Regions from separate parts of the Bos taurus genome. Here region 1 is linked to region 2. Evidence: chromatin contacts called from public Hi-C data. All regions are on one chromosome and are shown on one strand. Each heading gives the region's core, a stretch centred on a gene start, on an enhancer-like site or on the middle of the called end of the contact. The rest is flanking DNA. Distances are from core to core; before and after follow the strand shown.

Region 1 (2,700 bases), core at 71-2,570, 68 kb before region 2:
ACCCATCAGCCTGTAATCAAGTCCCTCTGAATGTCACCATCAACTCACTGTGATGTCGTTAAGAAACCACATGCTAATATCCTTTTATTCTTGCGGGCACCATTCATCCACATCGTCCATCCTGAAATGTCCTCCCCTCCAACTCTGAACATATGCCAGTGCCCACGCCCAGTGGATCCTCAGCTGAGCGGTGATCACTCGGGGTAAACAATAGCTCTTCTTCTGGGACCCTCACACTTCCCCACTCCTTCAGCGGTCACTTCCACACCACCTGGGGTCACTGCCTGTTTCCTGTCAGACACTTAGACCTGTTCTCAGACTGAACCTGAGTCCCTTGAGGAATGGCTTCATGCCATCCCCCAAGCTCAGCTCACAGTTTTGTGCACAGTGGACACTTAGTCAACAAGGGTTCTGTGGATGGTTTTTATTGTCTACCTCCAAAAAGAAAGTTGGATTTGAGCCCAACTGAAGCTGATCAGCCATTTAAAAAAACACAAGATGGATGGCAACTTGTGTTATCTTGATGGGAGGGTAGCGTTGCCCTCATCCTCCTGTCAGCAAGCCCTGTGAAGACATTATTCAGAAAACAAAGAAAGTGAATTGACTTGATACTTACCTTCTTCTTGCTTCTCTTCTTAAGGATTGTCTTTGTATCTGAAATACCTTCTGGAACATTATAAAAAAATTACAAGCCGGACCCAGGAACTTCAGGTAATCTTTGAGCTCCAAAAGTTCATTTCAGCTCCTCCTTAAAATTTTCATGGCACTGGGCATCTTAACTCCGTTGTTCCTCTATGAGGTAGTCAGTGCACATTCTCCAAAAGGTGATATGATATCTCCAGTTTCACTCCAAATGATTCAGATGGGGTAGCTGAGATCTCCCAGGAGGGCAAGGAGACTTGTTTTCCTCTGTCCAAACCCAGACAATTTTAAATGACATTAGATCTTAAAATTTGTGTTTATTAAATGCAGTGGAAGAAGTACAGCTAGCCACAGTACAGAGAGCAGACATACCAAAAGTTACACAATGTCAACATTTTAGAGGCAAAATAACCCTTAGGGATTGTATTGCTCTGACAACTATTGCCATATTAATACTGCATAATAAACAATAGCAGTATTCCACAATTACTGTCCGCTGCTCACATGTCCGGGCCCAGCTGGGGGGTGAATCCTTTGGCCTTGGATGGACTTACTCACAGTCCTGGGTGTTGGCTGGCTCTTGACTGATCTAGGCTGGCCTCAGCTGGAGCAGCTGTGCTCTGTTGCACATGGCTCTGATCCTCCAGCAGGCTGGCCTGAGCATGTTCTCACGGCACTAGCAGAGGAAGCAGAGATCAGGAAGAGGAACCAGGCCCTTATGTTATGTCTGCCAACATCCCACTGGCCAGAGCAAGTCACATGACTGAGTTCAGCTTCGGGGGCAGGATATCGGCAGGCACTACAAGTTACATAACCCAAGGTATGAATAGAGGAAGGGTGAAATTGGGGGAGCACCGCAGCAGTCAGCCACAAAGACCATCAATTCCAGGGGTAAGAAAAGTTTTCTGTAAAGGGCCGGTAAATATTTCAGGACATATCATCTCTGTCACACCTATCTGACTCTGCTACTCTAGAGCAAAGACAACCATAGACAATTGCATAAATGAATGGGTGTGGCAAGCATGCTGTGTTCCAATAAAACTTTATTTATAAAAATAGACAGTGGTCCAGATGTGGCCTGCAGACAATAGTTTGCCAAGCCCTGATCTAGTCCATTCTCCTTATTTTACAGATAGGGACAATGACGTTCAGAGGCTTAGGTGACTATCTCAATGTCACACAGCTAGTTGGTGGAAGAATCAAGACAAAAGTTCAGGCCTTCTGGCCCTAGCTCACTGCTTTTCCTCTTACACTCAGCAAATAATAACGAATGAGCCTAACTACCATTTACTAAGCACCTACTACGTGCTAAGCACTGTGATAAAAGCTTTCCAACATTATCTCGTTCAGTCCTGATAACACTAAGAAGTATATATTCATATTAACCTCATCTTTTAAATGAAAAGGCATATAGAAAGAACTATGGCTGAGAGTCTGTCTAGATCTAGAGTCTGAACTCTTATCTATGATGCTCTGCTGCTTCCCTACTGGTTACTAGGTTAAGCATAGTTTTTCTGCATTTTTCAGAAAGTTTTGGGAACTTTTGTCCCTCCCGCAAAAGTAGTAGAAATGACTCCTGCATTAGTCCCGAACAGGACTAATCAGCCACAATCTCCCTTCCTCTCCCTTCAGATCAAGATCAGCAGTTCTCAGGAAACTCAGCAGTCTCTGATGCAAGAGAAGTTGCGGGAGCACCTGGCAGAGAAGGAGAAGCTGAGCGAGGAAAGGCTCCAGCAGGAGGAGAAGCTGAAAGCCCGAGTCCAGTGCCTGATGGAAGAGAAGGCGGTAAGGAGGCCCCTTCCTTCCCTTTCATGCTGGAAGGATGAGATGACCTTCCCCATAAAAAACTGAGGGCGCACATTTAGAGCAGAAACTTCAGCAGCAATCTTGATGGATGCCATGGAATTAAATTAATTTAAGAGGGTGAATGGAGACTTCTCCGGTAGTTCAGTGGCTAAGATCCCACACTCTCAATGCAGAGGGCCTGGGTTCGATCCCTGGTCAGGGAACCACATCCGGCAAGCCCCAACTGAAGATCCTACGGACCACAATGAAGCT
Region 2 (2,700 bases), core at 169-2,668:
GAACTGAATTGAATCCTCAGACCAGCCCAGTGAGGTGGGTGCTGTCATTCTCCCCATTTGCCAGATGAGAAAAGCAAGGCCCAAGCTTATAATAAGTGGCCAGGGCAGGATTAGAACCAGGTCTGCCTACAGGGAGCTCCCAAGGCCAAATGAGGGCGGTGTTTGTGGCTGGGGGACGGGGCAGGGCGGGGGGGGGGGTGGTGGTGCAACCCTCTGGGGGTTCAGAGGTTGGGTCCTGCACCTACAGCAGCCGGGAGCCTGGCTTTCTGGGGAGGGAGGATTTTCTGGCCTCGGGCCTGTCCTCTGCTCTTCTACTTCCCTTGTGATTCTGAGTCACCTCTCCTCTCCCAACCCCCGGGGACTTTCGGTTCCCTTTTGGTTTGCGCCTTCCTGCCTTCTGTCTGTGCCTCTGGGTTCAGGGCCTAGCTTCAGCTCTAGGAGACCAGACCTTGCAAAGCCAACCCCACGCCCTCCAGCAGCTGAGGTCCCTCTGTCTGCCCAGCAGTCTTCTCCTTGGCTGATTTCCGCTTTTTTAGGACTCTAGAGAAGGATTCTAGGCCAGAAAGGTGCAGCCAGACAGAGCCAGGCCTGGGGACTCCTGAGCTGTGTGGAGAGAGAGGACCTCTGGGGCTGCTCCATTCCAGGAACTTTACCTCTTGTTTAATTCTTTCTCAACATCCTGTAAGATGGTCATCACCCATTTCACAGATAAGAAGACTGAGTCTCAGGTTTCTATGACTGAGGAGCAGACAGGATTTAAATTTGATCCTTCTGACTCCAAGTCTTTTGCTCCCATGGGACCCTATTGGGAGCATCTCCTCATCAGCTTGTTAGAAATCCAGATGCTCAGGCTCCACCCCAGGCCTACTGGATCAGAGTCTGCATTTTAGTAAGACTCACCAGGTATGCACTTTAAGGTTTAAGAAGCACTGGGCCACCCCATAGCCGTCTCCCTGCCCCGTTCCTGAGTCTAGGGAGTGAGACAATAACAAGAGGGAAGATTAAGTTAAGTAATAAACACTGGATTATATTAGACATTCGGTATATGTCCTTTGCAATCACTGTTATAATAATAATTATTATTAGGAGCAGGCTGTGGGGAGACCCACTGCTATTGCTACCAGTGGAGGGAGCTGCCCTCCCAGGGTGGGGCTCAGTGAGAGATGCTTAAACCCGAGTTTAGGGTGTCCTGAGCCCTGACAGCCCCCAGCAGGTTGCCATCAGCCAAGACGGGGCACCCACTTGATCCGTGGACTCCCTGGGAAGCCATAGGGGAAGCATCAGCCCCACCCTGGCCACACATTCACCCATACACGCTCACACACCCTCTTCTTCGCTGACACAGGGCAACAGATCGAGTGTCAGACTCTAAAGATAGGGCTGGAGGAAGTGGTGAGTGACTGGGCTTTCCCCGCCCGAGTCAGGCAGTCTGGAGGTGGGGGAGTGTAGGAACGGATGGGCACTACCGAACTGTCATCACCGAGCCTGTGGGTGTCTACCTGTACCAGGAGGCGTGCCGGGCCAATCCAACTGTGACAAGTAGCAAGGCCAGAATTTCCCTGGTGTCTAGAACTTTCCTACCTTCCCATTTCAGGACAAAGAGTACAGGCCTTGGAGCCACTGAGGCCTCCCCAGACAGGATGGGGGAAGACCAGGTCTGTGAATACTGGGGCCAAAGTCAGGTGGGCCTGGGGGCTCAGTGGTCCCTAAACACCACTCTCTCCAGCTGTCTGTCCTCCTGGCAACCCCCATGGGCAGAGAGACCACCAGCAAAGGCCTGGGATGGGATGGGAACCAGAAGGGAGAGAATTGGGGTCCCCTATGCTCCCAAACCATTGCCCCTCTCCCCCTGTGCAGTGACTCTGATGGCTCCTCACTCTGCCATCAGACTGTACAGCACAGCTGGCCAATGGGGAGGGTCATATTAGAAAGAGCAACTTTCTAATAGAGAGTTACAAAGCCAAAATGGGCTGTTTTAGTGAAGCAGTGAGCTTCCCGTCCTCAGAGGTATTCAAGCAGGAAAGCTGCATTAGGGGATCTGACCCTCACGAGTGCTCAATGAGGTGGCCTCCAGTATCCCTCCCAACATGAGTTTCTTTGTTACAGGGTCTGTAGGCATCAGAACACAGCATAGTAGTTAAAAGCACATGTTTTTCCTCAGGCCAGGGTTCTGATAGTTAGGTATGTCCTTGTTAGCTATGATCTTGGCCAAGTCACTTCCTCCCTGAGCCTCAGTCTACTCGTCTGTAGTATGGAGATGTTTATGCCTGCTTCACCAAGTTCTTTGAAGGAAATGGCAACCCACTCCAGTGGAGAATCCCAGGGACGGCAGAGCCTGGTGGGCTGCCGTCTATGGGGTCACACAGAGTCAGATATGACTGAAGTGACTTAGCAGCAGCAGCACCAAGTTCTTGAGAGGATCTGACACAAAGCACTTGGGGTAGTGCCTGCCACATAGCACGTGCTCAGCCAAGAGGAGCCACTAATGATAATATTGTTATGAAATAGGGGCAGGCCCTGCACACTGTCAGGGCCGGCTGCTGCTCAGCCCCAGAACTCCGGGTTATCAGAACCAGGAGAGGAGGAGCAATCGCCAAGGGGGCCCTGCAGCCCAAAGGGGCAAAGTCTGCCCGGGTGGTGGCCGCTGCTCCACTTTCAAGGACAGATGGGAGGGGATTTTGTCACCAGCATCCGGGGCGG

What was found. Hi-C and Micro-C count contacts between places; a contact is called where the count stands out from the background.
Region 1: a Hi-C map of an unstated tissue shows a contact between it and region 2, with 2.7 times the contacts expected there. The contact joins two enhancer-like sites. A contact is called at or near these places in 2 of 11 Hi-C or Micro-C datasets (skeletal muscle and an unstated tissue).

The regions. Positions count from the first base shown.
Region 1 is chr16:52,134,926-52,137,625 of ARS-UCD2.0, reverse strand. FHAD1 (forkhead associated phosphopeptide binding domain 1) reads left to right here. Exons shown (of 32, transcript XM_024976838.2): 15 at 641-711; 16 at 2,275-2,427. Among named protein-coding and RNA genes, the nearest start is that of EFHD2, 61 kb to the right of the region's middle. Within about 2 kb of position 1,320, at least 23 of the 102 cell types and tissues checked have an H3K27ac peak or open chromatin away from gene starts, as enhancers often do.
Region 2 is chr16:52,066,524-52,069,223 of ARS-UCD2.0, reverse strand. The region is part of intron 1 of EFHD2 (EF-hand domain family member D2); the gene reads left to right. Among named protein-coding and RNA genes, the nearest start is that of EFHD2, 7.4 kb to the left of the region's middle. Within about 2 kb of position 1,418, at least 66 of the 102 cell types and tissues checked have an H3K27ac peak or open chromatin away from gene starts, as enhancers often do.